Regions from separate parts of the Mus musculus genome. Here all the other regions are linked to region 2. Evidence: chromatin contacts called from public promoter capture Hi-C data. All regions are on one chromosome and are shown on one strand. The core of a region is the stretch at or near the end of the contact, and the rest is flanking DNA. Distances in the headings are between cores, read along the strand shown.

Region 1 (4,694 bases), core at 762-3,261, 2.4 Mb after region 2:
GGTTTGATGTCCCACGGATTACAATAAATCTTTGTCTGCATTGACCTGGTGGTTGGGTTATGTTGGAATTAAGAGGACCCACAACAATACAAGCTCTCCAAACCCAGAGAGCCCCAGGTTGCTCCCATCTTGAATCAGATTTTATACTGAGTCTTTTCAGAAAACCATCCATTTTGTGAAGGAGATTTTCAGATGTGCTAGCACAGAGCCAAGCATGACACCCTTTTCTGAATGTTTCAACTTTTAATTATGGAAAAGCTTAAGGACACATAAGGACAGACATGCAGCATAATGGATCCCCAAGAACGCATTACCCAGCTTCAGCAGTAATCAACATGTTTGTCGATATTTGTCACCCATTCCCCAATCGCTCTTTTAAACTAGAACACTGTAATCTTTAACGAATCCCAGACTTCCCATCATCCTGCCTGATAAACTTCAGTAATTCCACTCACAGAAAAGAACTTCCTTAGAAAAGCTTAATAATTTCTGGGTCTGTAATTATAATTTTTTTGTTCTCCTTTTTTTTTTCAACTTCCTAAAGACTTCCCTGAAAGAGGGTAGGGGGGACATTGTTTTGGTTTTTTGTTTTGTTTTGTTGTTGTTCTTTTTGGTTTGGGGCTTGTTTTGTTTTGTTTTTTGGCGAGTCATCTACTGAAATATATATCTACAGTGCTTCTAATTTTCTTTCCTTTTTTATAAAAGGGTTTACTTAGTTTATTTGCAGAGAAATTTGGCCTGCGAGGCATGAACGTACACCACATATATGCTTGGTACTAACAGAGTCCAGAAAAGGGTGTCAAATCCTTTGGAACTGGAGTTACAGGTAGTTGTTAGCATACATCTGGGTCCTGGGAATTGAACTCAGGTCCTCTGGAAGAACAGCCAGTGCTCTTAGCCACTGAGCCATCTCTCCTGTCCCAAGTGTTTCTTTACTTCAATTCAAAGATTTGTACTGCTTTGCTCTTACTACACTGGTCAACTCTTTTGTTTTCCTTTGGCTGAATGCTTGCTTGGTGAGTAATGGTGTCCCCTGAGGTTATCAGCGCTCTGCTGGAACAGCTTTAGCCTCAGCCTTCACAGTGTTCCGTTTTCCATGTTCTCATGGGGTCTATAACTGCACTTTTAATTTTCTACTTTAAACCATACATTGTTTAAATGTTTTCTTCTTTAAAAAAAAAATTCTCCTCTCTCACGGCTGGAGAGACGGCTCAGAGGTTAAGAGCACTGACTGCTCTTCCAGAGGTCTTGGGTTCAATTCCCAGCAATCACTTGGTGGCTCACAACTATCTCTAATGGGATCTGACACTCTCTTCTGGTGTGTCTGAAGATAGTGTACTCACACTCATAAAATAAATAAATCTTAAAAAAAAAAAGTTTCAACATTCCCTTCCTTTAACCTTCTACTTTCCCCAGTCGCTGGTGTGGTATGGTGTGATGTTCACCTTTCCATCTCTGATCCTGAGAGAGATTCGGGGATTATGATCACAGATGCGCGCCATCACACTGGAATCCGTGTGGTGCCAAGAACGAAACCCGGGGCTTTATACATGTTAACCAAGTGCTCTCTCAACTGAGCTAACATCTTCAGCCCTGATTTGCCAGTACGTAAGTTGAGGTCCTCACCTACTCATACACGTGAAAGAAAAATTACAGAAGAACAAAATAGCTCAACTGGAAATAAAATGCAGAGAAGTAATGCGGTTGAGACAACTAAGCTACTGGGTTTCAGGTCAGAAGTGGCTTGAGGCGGCAGGAAGGCAACTTCCGGGATGTTAATAGGCAGGGCTGATGCAAGGAGCATCACTAACAAGTAGCATAAACACTGGCTAGTTGGAGGAAGCTTCTGAGCAGGATAAATACTGGATATAAACAAACAGCAGGGCCATCTCATGCGCTGTCTCCATAGCAACAAGAAGAGCAATACCCCCCACAGGGGATCGGGCTTGTGGGTTGAGACCTGGAAAATAGAGTGGGGCTCCCTCGCTCAGGAAAGGGGGCTGGAAACAGCAGCTAGTGATTACTGCAGGCTGACTGCATCTGTGAGGCTGCATGCTGGAGAAGCCTTGCCTCTCTACTCAGTGCATGAGAAGCGACCCACAGCTCCCAGACTAAACCTGTGATGTGTCAGAATGACTGCAGAACAGGAATGCCAAGCTGCTAGTTTAAGACTTGCGATCAACATTTTGTATATTACACTGAAATTTTCCTTAAGAGGGAGGAGCTTATGAGGTATGAACTGGGGGGAGGGGGGCCGCAGGAAGGAACCAGGAAATTAAAGAGAAAGCACACAGATGGCTCTTTAATTGCCTTCACCGAGGTCCTGCAAACTATAAGTCCAGAAAACAAGTAGACACCCATATGAAGAAAAGCGATGCTATAATTCCAGAACCTAGAAGACAGAAGCAAGAAAAACTCAGGACCAGTCTGGGTCTCATGGCTGAGCTGGCTCTCAAAGGAAACAAAGAGGACTCTGGTGGTGGTGGCACACACCTTTAATCCCAGCATTGGAAGGAGGGTGGCAGCAGAGGCAGACAGACCTCTGAGTTCAAAGCCAGCCTGGTCTACAAAGTGACTTCCAGGACAGCCAGGGCTACACAGAGAAAGCCTGTCTTCAGGAACCAATAGTTAATTAATTAATAATTAATAAAATGTGATCTGTGTCTTAATTCTCCTTTCGCGGAGGCTACTTGAAGTGTTTAAATCCATTTGTATGCCACATCAAGCTTCTGTAGGACTGCTGGAGTCTGAGCTCCTGTGAACAAATTCCCAGGGCTCAGGCAAGAACCACGCAGTTGGTGAAGCCACTGTCCCTGCCACCACAGAATCAGGAGGTTACCTGCCTAGCCAGGTGCGGGCCCCATCAGGAAGCTGACTGCTCAGCAAGAAAGTCTCTTCCAGAAAGTCTCCTCCTGATTTGCCTTTGCTGCTTTTTGCACCTACAGCAGCAAAAGAGAGGTCCCATGCCCCAGGTGACTTGGTTCTAAAGCTAGTCTCACTTGAATGCACCACCTTGGCTGTCATTTGCTGTAAAGAATCATCTCCCGTGGCAGCCAAACTGGGTTAGAGAACAAAACCATTTAAGAAACTCGCCATATGTTTGGGTTCATCGTGGAATCCGTGAACCGCCTTGGTGATGCCAGCCTCCAAAAGAAACTGGCAAACGCTCTTCCTTTGGTCACCTTGAAGCTGAGTAACCTCTCTGTACTTGGGATGGTCAATCACACGTCCATTACAGGCAGGTTTCTTCCTGAAAGCTTTCACAAGTTTCTTTTTGTCATAACTGTCCGCAACACCCTGCACAGCGATCAGGGTCTGCCTGCCGTCCCGCTGCTGGATTCTTATATGAATGTAGTCCTCAGTCCCTGCGGGGAGTAAGTCATTGCCCTTAGTTGCATCAGCAAGGGGGTCGAAAGATTGGAAGTTCTGGACAGTGGGCATGCAAAACTAGTGTGAGGCTGGCCAAGGGATAAAATTCTAATCACCGTGTCAGGAGGCTGCAACAGTGAGAAACAGAAATCAATCCAGTGTGGCTCTTTAATCCTTCCAATTAGGATCTTAATTCTCTAATTTTAGTTCCCCTGTAACTCTGAGACAAATGATACATAAACAGAAATTATAAAAAAAAATATGAAACTGGTGGCCTTGCCCAAGTCTAGGAGTAAAATTTCTTTTTCCTTATTCAGCAGTATATTTTCCCCTAGCCCTTGTTTTGCTTCATGCCCCTATTGCCATTTATCCTAAAGAAAGATTATCCTTATTGGAATTTTCCAAATACTTAGTGCCCTACACTCTTCCCACTGCTCACAAAGAACAGTGTTACGTGTCAGACACGTTACCAATCACAATGAGACAGAAAGCACCATGGAACTGTGGCTAACATAGGCTTTGAACCTTTGTTGGGTGGTTTGAGGGTACTAGGCCCAAGGAAGCAATAACGCTCTCTGGATTCAGCCCCTACAGAAACCAAAGACAACTTTCTAGTTATATAGCCTATAAGTCTTATAGATTAGAAAAGTAAGCTATTGGATCCCGGAGTGATGGTCTGCAGACAAGAGGTTGTCACTCATTCTGTCTGAGCAATGCAGACACTCAGTATCTTGTGGCTCACTCTGTGTTTATGTTCATAGTTCAGGAATGGCTCCTGGGTCTGTTTTGAGGCATGCTGGTCATGGCTGGCCTTGGCTGAGTTTTGTAAAGGTGTCTGTCTCTGTCCATCAAGAGCACATCTGTGTGTGTATGCTGCAGTTCCTAACATGCAGGACCCACTTTTCTCTTTCTTCCCACTTAGGCACTGGTATAACACCACTCTGCTGGAGGGCAAGTGGAGGGGATGTTTCCTTGGCTCCTTGCCCAGGACTCAGCAGACTTACACCCAGCACCAGCCCATCTCCCTGGCTGTTCTCTGATTCTGAACAGATGTGATGTGCTCTGACTTAAACTCATGCTATGGTTTGGCTGTAAGACAAAACGTACCATGTCCAATTCCTTCCTGCAGCCCGAATTTCCACTCTGGAAACACTCAGCCGTGTACTGGGAAGCACGTGCCAGCCCTTCAGTGAGCAATAGCCACACAGGAGAGGTGAGACAAAGTGTCAGCTGCATTTGAGCCATGGTACACAGGCAGGTTGGTTGGTTGGTTTGTTCGTTTGGTTGGTTGGTTTTGGTTTTTTGGTTTTTTGGGTGTTTTTTGG
Region 2 (4,822 bases), core at 2,214-4,713:
TTTCTCACAGCGGGAGTTCGCTCCGGCTACTCCATTCAAGCCTGAGGAGGGGAAAGTATATGTCACTCAAGACAAACCCACGGGAAATGGGGGTGCTCTTCTGCATAGCTGAAACATCTACAACAGTCAAGGTATCATCCAAAGACCCTGGGCCTTTCTATAATGAGAAGAATTTAGCAAACGGGACCATGAATGCTATCGTGCATTCAAATAGGTTCATATACACAAGTGTGTGTGTGCTCGATAGATGATAATGTGTTCACGAGTGCAAATGAATGTGTGAGTGTGCACATGGGTGTGTGCACGAGGAAGCCAGAATACCTTGGGTATTGTTCCTAAGGTTTCATCTACCTGGCTGCTTTTAGGTTTAGGTGTGTGTATGTGTGTATGTGTGTGTGTGTGTGTGTGTGTGTGTGTGTGTGTATCCAGTAAAAAGGTAGTTCTCTAGGAAAATCATAATCACAAAATGGTTTAAAAATATGCAATAGGGCTGGTGAGATGGCTCAGTGGGTAAGAGCACCCGACTGCTCTTCCGAAGGTTCGGAGTTCAAATCCCAGCAACCACATGGTGGCTCACAACCATCCATAACAAGATCTGACTCCCTCTTCTGGATTGTCTGAAGACAGCTACAGTGTACTTACATATAATAAATAAATGAATCTTTAAAAAAAATATGCAATAGGACTTCTTTTCAGGTGGCAAAGCTAGAAACCACTGGTTCTGAAATATGTGATATCCATGCCTAATATTAACTAAATATAGCTACGAGTGGGGGGGGGACCCAACTCTTCAAACTACCAAACGACAGGAAAGCTTATTGTACCTGCTTTTGGCCTCTTAAGTGCTTCTTCCTATGACAGACTGTGGTATAGAGTACTTATCTGTTTGCTTAGCTGGAGAACACTGCCAGTCTGGCACGCCAACGGCACCACTAACAACTGTCATGAACGAAACACCCTTTAAAGTAGCAAGCTCTGCCTTCCAAACCCCTAACCCACCTTAATGCTTCGAAAGCACTTAGAGTGACAAACAGCACCCACTCATTCGCGTTCTGACTACTTGTCATAATCCTTTAATTTGGGTTTGTCGTGTTAATTATGAATACCGTAAGCAAAGAATTGTCCATTTAAGAAAAATTAAAACACAGAGGAAAAGAAGGAAAAAGAAAACCCAAACCCCCCAATTCTGGCTAATTGGGTGTTTCTGTTTAAGAGACAGAACCTCTGAAGTGTTATCACAGGGGCACTGGATAAGGCCAAATGACAGCTTTGGCTGGGAAGGAGAGATTTCACACTCTGACAATCACCACCTCACACAGCCTTGCAGCCAAAATAAGAGGTTTCCTCGGGCATTATTTTTCTTTTCTTTTTTAATTCCACGTCAAATGAAAATGTGCAGCAAGCCGGGGCCTCTGTTTGCCATTGTTCTGATTAGCGGGCGCAGCAGCTGCCTGTGGCCAGAAACACACAAACACGGTCCTATGACTCACCTGTGAAGCGTTTCAGGGGGAAAGTCTCACACTGCCTGTACAAGTATCTTTGACTTGCAACATTCCCCCAGTGCTCTTTATTCCCAACCTCTTGATTGCTCCCGTGGTGGTGGTTGGGTTTTTTTGTTTGTTTGTTTGTTTGCTTGCTTGCTTGCTTGCTTGCTTGCTTGTTTTTGGCTTTTTGTTTTGTTTTGTTTGCCATAGCATGACTTGAAAAGGGAAAGGTTTATGAAAAGTAGGGGGAGTGTGGACTTGTAGTGCATCATACGAAGTGCGATCAGGAAGAATTCAAGAGAGATCTTTTAACCGTGAGCGGTTTGACAGATCCTTGGGGGTAAAAAAAAATAATGAATAATTTAAAAGTTTCCACCCACTAATAATTTTGATAAGAAGTAGTTATCAGTGCAAACACAGGCTGCACCCTGATAGAGGACGCAGCCTCTTAAGCCTGGACTTAGTTGCTGGCAGCTCTGGGGAAAAGAATGGAAGCAGACCAACTGAAGAGATGCCTGCCCCAGGGCTTGGAACCTTCCAGTCGGTTCCTCTAACCCACACGTCTCTTTCAGGAGCAAGTCAAGTCCGTCTGAGGGGTTTGGGGTGGGGGATGAAATCAGACCCTCACAATTTTTCCCCACTACCCCACTGTGCTGTACTTAACCTAGCTGAAAACCAGGTGGCCTGCGAGAAGGGAGGGGGAGAAGAGAAAGAGGAGGCTCCCGGGGACTCAGACACAGCAAGCCTGGAACCGGTGGCCTAAAGACAGTCCAAGAGAGACAGGACCGTAGCGGGAGGGGAGAGGGGCATCTGCCCGTTGCCCGTAACCCAGTTACTGAGCCAAGGAACAGACCCGCCTCCGACCTCCTGCAGAGCTTCGGCCAGGGTACCGATTCCCCAGGGGCAGTCAGCCAGCTCCGGGCAATCACCACCTGAGTGATCACCCCCCATGGTCCCAGTTCCGAGTTCTACAGCGTTGCAGCCAACGCCCCGGGAAGAGGGCGCTCACCCTCACCCCAGGTGGCCCTACCTGGCTCTCAAGTACACAGAATGAGATCCGGGAAGGTGGCGATCTCTCTAAGTGAGAGATCGGTCTCGGCCCACGCACGCCCAGGGTCTCTGGGCCACCCCTCCTCGTCACTCCTCAGGCCATGGAGAGCCCGGGGATGGCGAGCTGGGTCCTTTGTTCCCCCTCACCAAGTGCAGAGGCAGTTTTCCCCCCCAAGCCAAACCCAGAAAGAAACATTGATCTCTCTGTATCTTCTGCAGGGCGTACCCAGGATATCTGGTTATTCAAGGACATGTGTATCTCAGTTGCAGGAGAAAAAAAAAAAATCAATAGTGTTTGAAACTGCGGAGTCGCGGGCAAAGGAGACGGAACATGGCCACTGGCTTCATCCTCAATAGCCGAGCTCTGGGCTCCCGGTCCGGGATCCCCTATATCCCCCAGCCCCCGAGCTTGGGTGGAGGGGCAGGAGCAAGGGAAGAGGGGTGGGGGCCCGGCCGCGTCACCACCCACCTGCGGCCACCGCGGAGCAGCCCCAGAGCAGCAGCAGCCGTGCGCAGCTCCCCATGGCCGGGCAGCTGCGGGAGCGGGTGGGATGAAGCGGCAGTGGTCCTCGGGAGCACCGGGGGCTCTGTGGTTCTTCCTCCTCCCGGAGCGCCAGGCTCGCTCAGTGGGCACCGTGGGCACAGAGCCGCGGGCCGGGGCCGCGCCAGGCGGCGGGGTGACCGTCGCGCACCGGCCTGGCGGGGCCCGGGCAGCTCAGCAGCGGCGGGAGCCCCGGGATCATAGCCGGCCTGGCCGCTGCCGGCTGAGCGGCCCTGAGGGCGGGTGCGCCGCTCGCCCAGGGCTCGGCGCCCGCAGCCGACGCTGAACTTTGCGAGACCTTTCACTTCCCGGCCGCCGCCGCCTCCCGGCTGTCCTCCTCCGCTTTTCCCACCTTCTGTGGCCGCCGAGGCTCGGTCCCGTCCTTCTCCATGGGCAGTTCCATGGGATGCATTTTTATTGCACCGACACCGCGGCGCTCCGGTGCCAGCCCTCCTCCTCCCCTCGCACCTCCACCCCTTCCTCCCGCCCGCCCCCCGCGCTTGACAGCCGGGCGGTGCAGACGCGCGGGTCCGGTCATTGTCGCCGCCGCCGCCGCCCAGGGGGAGGGGGTGTCTGCAGCCCCCGCTGCGCGCATCTCCCTGCCTGACCTCGCGGGTGCCCTCCAGCACCCAAGGGCCTCGCCTGGGAAACAGTCTCCCACCTTCTCCAGGAACATTCCTGAGAGCAGTTGACTCCCTCCGGATCAGGTCAGGGCATGCCAAGGGGCTTAAAAACCCGCGAAACAGGCGAGCGACTACTTTCCAAAAAATCACCCAGCAAAACAAGCCTTCCCCCCTCCCCCAACACCACTCCACAGCACCCATTCTCTGCGAGTCCCACGGTCTGGGTTAGGACCACCCCAGACCCCCAATTCTGCCTAGGGTACTGCCAGTGAACGCGCACCAAGTGCCAAGGGTCCTTTAAGTCTCTGCTACCTTTTTGGGGGGTGCAGCCCAAAGGAGTCGAAGGTGTACCCGTTTGGTGTAAAAGATGTTCTCACACGGCCTGAAAGACCAGGATCCATGATCAGGGAATCAACTGTTTAAGAACATCTATGTCTGGAGCATCGACATAAGAATGCCTGGGTCCTAGGTGCATTCACACATTCTTCATAGTATGGTGAGCAGGGGAACCATAAAGTTATGAAATATCTTATGGGGAGCAATTTAGCAGCAACCACAAGCAGCTAATTGTAGCTCAGGGCTGGTGTTTATGAAAGGAGATTAAATAGCACTTCAGCCTGGGACTTCTGTAACTTCTCTGAAAATATAGTTCTGCTTACACATGCAAAGAAATTGGCAAACGTTGAGTCGAAGGCAATTCTGTATTGCAGCATTCAGTGTGTGTCTTTGAGTATTTTCCAGAAAGTTAACTGCTTTGCAGATACCATTCAGTTATTATAAATTGTCAGAAATACAGATGGGGCCAATTAGAGCTTTGGGGGCACACGTAGATATTATTTATAATGACCGAGCTGGAGACATATAGGTTTCTATCTCTCTAAAGGAACTGAGTTGAGGTTAGCATAATCCACTGGGAGGCGTTAAAATTATTATTTTGGCCAGTACTGGAAGTGGCAGGCGACATGAGAACCGTCACCAGCTTTCGAAAACAAACTCTGAGCTTTCAAATACTGGCCACGCTGGAGCCTCCGTTGGCTCTCACAGGTGATGCTTCTGATGCAGTTGCTAAAATGCTTCTCCCAACTGTTCTTTTTATTAAATGAACGACAGGGGATCGTAACAGG
Region 3 (4,252 bases), core at 1,417-3,916, 2.6 Mb after region 2:
ATCTGCCTGCCTCTGCCTCCCGAGTGCTGGGATTAAAAGCGTTCGCCGCTGCCGCCACCACCCGGCACTATTAGTTTTTCTTAATGAACGTAAATAGATAAAGTTTTGGATACAGATTTACACTCTTGCTTTATAATTTTGATTTGACATTTAAAAAATCACTTTGGAGAGACAAAGCTCAGCTTATAAATAACCTTTCTAATCAGTGTAACTAACATGTTTTGTCTTTAATTTAACCCTTAATGTTAAATCCCTAAGATGAAGCACAACTTTTTAAGGTGTGTGTATGTGTTGTGGTGTGTGTGTTGTGGTGTGTGTGTGTGTGTGTGTGTAAGTCAGAGACTGAAGCTGGTTGTCTTTCTCAATTGCCCTCCACCTCATTACTATTTTTATTTGTCTCTCTGTGTGTGGTCACAGGTGTTCCACTGTGCATGTATGGAGGTCAGAGGACAACTCTGGGGATTCAGTTCTCTTTTTCCATTGTGTGAATGCTGGGGATAGAATTCAGGCTGTCCTTTGGCTTTGCAGAGCAAATGCTTTTATCAAATGTACCATCTTGCTGACTCAACGGAATCATTTTTTGAACTTGAATTATCAAAAAAGCTGAACATTCTATGACATAGTTTCTTAGTGGATTATGAGGCTTTGTCTAATTAACGGGAACTAGAGGAATAAATTTAGCAACTAAAACCACTTGTATTAAGCCCTGGTGCAGTGGTTCTCAGCCTTCCTAAAGTTGTGGCCCTTTAATACAGTTCCTCATGTTGTGGTGAGCCTCAACCATAAAATTATTTTCATTGCTATTTCAAAGCTGTAATTTTGCTACCATTATGCATCACAATATAAATATCTGATATGTTACCCCTGTGGGGGTCTCAACCCACAGGGTGAGAAACACTGCCCTACAGAGAACTAACAATAACTCAGTAATATTCTTTCCCAATACAAAATGTACCATGTCCCCATTTACCTAAAAAGGCATGCATTTTAAGGTATGCATAGTTTATTTAAAACAGCAAATCCAACACATTTAGATCAGAATTAATATATTCTTCAAATACTAACACTATCATTAAATAAAGTTCTTTTTAAAGAGGACAATGATCTGTATTTCAGTTGAACACGTTTTTATTAACTTATAACAAAACCCAGTACTCAAGCATTACCCAGTACAAATGCCTAGTATAATCCTAGCACTTGGGAGGTGAAGGCAGGAAGATCAGGGGTTCAATGTCACCTTCGGCTATATAGTGAGTTCTAATCTAACCTAGGCTACCTAAGAGCCTTTCTCAAAAAACCAAACCAACCACTCAACCATAGACCCCCCCCCCCAAAAAAAAAAAAAAACAAAAAACTCAAGGACTCAGGGTGTCACCAATAAACTAAGCTGGAAATAAACCTGCATCAAAACTACTCTACCCTGGAGGATATCCAGAGTCTTTTCTGAATTCTATTAGCTCTCTTATTCCACATTTACACTAATATATCACTAATATATGCTTGGTTTCAAAGCTACAAATGTTGAGCGGGATGGCGGTGCCCCCACTACTGCAAATAAAGTGTAAAAATACATGTATATAGCTGGGTTGTATGTGTCATACAGCCAGGTTGTGGTAGTACATGCCTTTAACACCAGTACTAGGGAGGTGGAGGCAGGCAGATCTCTGAGTTCCAGGCCAGCCTGGCCTACAAAGTGAGTTCAAGGACAGCCAGGGCTACACAGAGAAACCCTGTATCAAAAAACTAAAACAACAACAATAAGAAAACACGAATGTTTAGTCTTAAGGGAAAACATATTCTTTACAATGTTACATACAGTTCAACTTGTAATTTAGGAGTAAGACTATATAGTCTTTTATAGCTGTTAAGAACATGCATGTCTGGTGTCTTACAACCATTGGTAACTCCAGCTTCTTGGATTTGACACTCTCTTGCGGGATCCTCGCGCACCTGCACACACGTGCACAAATACACTGACACTCATACACATAAACAAGAATAAATCTTTAAAAAAGGACTATAGTTTTAATGTAGGCACACAGCTCTAAATAGGAGAAAGTCTCATTAGCATTTATCGCTCAGCAACAACGAACTTTTTTTTATTAGGCTGCAGACATTTTAAGAGTGCGATTTTTGGTGGAGGGTGGAGCAAACTCATCCGCAAAGCTACAGAGTGGACGGGAAGTAGTGGTTTTTAGGTATGTGCAAACTTGTGACGTGCAGTAGTAGATGCTTAATAAAGTGTGGGCCGAGTCCTGGGTGACATGTTCCCAGACTTTAGAGGGCAGCGACAGGAGCATGCTACCAGAACATTGTTAAAAGAGCGTATTCAAGCGAGAGTGGGTTGGCTCGAGGTGCTAGGCGCCCACGCGAGGCCCGACCCACGGCCTGCAGCATCGCACACTTACCAGGCCAGGCCCAGGGTCATCGCCAGAGACAGCAGGCTGAGCCCAGTGCGGGGGTCCGCCCAGCCCGCGTCCCCCCGCGCCTCGGGGTTTTTCCTGCCATCACTCCGCTTCTCGGGCTCAGGAGCAGCCACTTTGGGCCCCGGCTTCTTTCGGCTCTTCACTTCGGACATGTCTGGATCCCTGAAGATCTTGAAGCCAGGATGGCTTTGGAGGGGGGCCGTGGGACGTGGCTGCAGAGCAGCTTCGGAAGGCCACGCCCACCAAGGCTGTGCCCCGCCCTCAAGCGGCTGGCCCCGCCTCTGGATTCCGCTACCCGACTGAGTCTGCGGGAGACCCAAGCTCGCGGGTGCGCGCAGGTTGCGGAGAGGCGCGTAGAGGGGGCGGGGCCGAGAGTGCCACGTCTAGCTGGGCGCGAGCCCGCGGCTTAGCCCCACCCCACCGCGCATGCGAGAACGCTCAACCAGGGCTTGCGGTCACGCGCCGGGCGGGGCGCGCGCGCGCGGCCGCGGCGGCGGGCCCTGGGCGAGTGAATTTGCGTGCCCGGGCGCGCGCTGTGTGGACTGGGCGGGCCCAGCGGTGTTTGAGTGCTCCGCGGTCCTGAGGCAGAGACCAGGAGGCAGCTAGAGGAGCAGACGTCTCACTCCGCTCGCGGAAGGGTGTGAGAGGGGTGTGTGGGGGTCGGCAGCGAGGGGTGTGTGCCATCAGCCACCGGCGACGATCTGAGACAGTCGCAGCGGCTTTCCGAGCGGCGTCCGCTTCCCGCCCGGGCAGCTCCCGCCAGAGGGGTGAAGCGGCGACTGGAGTGGCCGTGCTTTTGTGCCCTGGGTCCCGGTACCCTCCCCTGGTGCGGCCCGAGGCAAGCCCACCGAGGTGACCACCCCTCGACGCCGCTTGGAGATCCCGGGCATCCACCCTGCGCCCCGAGCAGCTGATACCCAGGGAGGTGTCAGGACCTGCCCGGGGCGCGGGGTCGCCGGAAGCCAGGCGGGAGCCCCGGCTGCTTTCTGGCAATCTAGTCTCATAAGTGACCCTCCCTGGGCTGCTTTCTTTCGATTATCATCAGTGACCCTCCCCCGGCTGCTCTTCCCAGCACAACTCCGGTGCAAAGGCTTGGGTAAGTTTACTGCCTCGGTCTCACCTCCCCAAGCTCCTCTGGGCAGGCTCTTTGCAAGTTCTGTTGTAGCTCCCAGGGACTGAAAGATCAGGGGACGCGGGATGTTTGGTAATCATCCTCCTGCTCTTGTACCAGGAAGAGAAATTATCTAAGGAGGAAGTAGACCACTATTACTGTTTTCCTGGATAGACTTAGCCTTTATATTGTGGTCTGTATCTCGGACCAGTTTTGGCTTTCTGTTTTGTTGTGGCCACAAAGAGGTTGTGGCCCTGGGAATTTGCCCATAGTATTCCAGTTTGTGTAAAGTTTGAAAAAAGTTGTTTAAAATTTATATAATTTATGGCTGGGCATGGTGGTGCACGCCTTTAATCCTAGCACTCGGGAGGCAGAGGCAGGTGGATTTCTGAGTTCGAGGCCAGTCTGGTCTACAAAGTGAGTTCCAGGACAGCCAGGGCTATACAGAGAAACCCTGTCTCGAAAAACCAAAAAAAAAAAAAAAAAAAAAAAAAAAAAAAAACCAAAACAAAAAAAATATTATATATATATATATAATTTATGTATATGAGTTCAGTAAGGCTAGAGAAAATTGGAACTTAGTTGTCAAAGTGTTTTTTGTTTTTGTTTTTTTTTTTTTTTTTGGAGACAGGGTTTCTCTGTGTAGCCCTGGCTGTTCTGGAACTCACTCTGTAGACCAGGCTGGCCTTGAACTCAGAAATCCACCTGCCTCTGA

The links. Promoter capture Hi-C pulls out the DNA fragments that hold promoters and counts their contacts.
Region 1: a contact with region 2 is called in a promoter capture Hi-C map of hippocampal neurons, with 8 times the contacts expected there. The contact joins the enhancer-like site here to the promoter of Ntn4 in region 2. A contact is called at or near these places in 2 of 39 promoter capture datasets (cranial neural crest and hippocampal neurons) and 1 of 115 datasets of contacts at active chromatin or transcription factors (embryonic forebrain).
Region 3: a contact with region 2 is called in a promoter capture Hi-C map of pre-B cells, with 5 times the contacts expected there. The contact joins the promoter of Ikbip here to the promoter of Ntn4 in region 2. A contact is called at or near these places in 2 of 39 promoter capture datasets (hippocampal neurons and pre-B cells).

Annotation. Positions count from the first base shown.
Region 1 is chr10:91,226,933-91,231,626 of GRCm38.p6, reverse strand. No RefSeq gene overlaps it. Among named protein-coding and RNA genes, the nearest start is that of 4930534H03Rik, 8.7 kb to the right of the region's middle. Within about 2 kb of position 2,011, at least 128 of the 459 cell types and tissues checked have an H3K27ac peak or open chromatin away from gene starts, as enhancers often do. A contact at or near this core is called in embryonic forebrain and hippocampal neurons, where this site is marked.
Region 2 is chr10:93,639,690-93,644,511 of GRCm38.p6, reverse strand. Ntn4 (netrin 4) reads right to left here and starts at 3,463. Exons shown (of 10, transcript NM_021320.3): 1 at 3,004-3,463; 2 at 1-41. The coding sequence starts at 3,058.
Region 3 is chr10:91,081,453-91,085,704 of GRCm38.p6, reverse strand. It overlaps Ikbip (IKBKB interacting protein), which reads right to left and starts at 2,666. Exons shown (of 3, transcript NM_026166.2): 1 at 2,409-2,666. The coding sequence starts at 2,578. It overlaps Apaf1 (apoptotic peptidase activating factor 1), which reads left to right and starts at 2,962. Exons shown (of 27, transcript NM_009684.2): 1 at 2,962-3,522.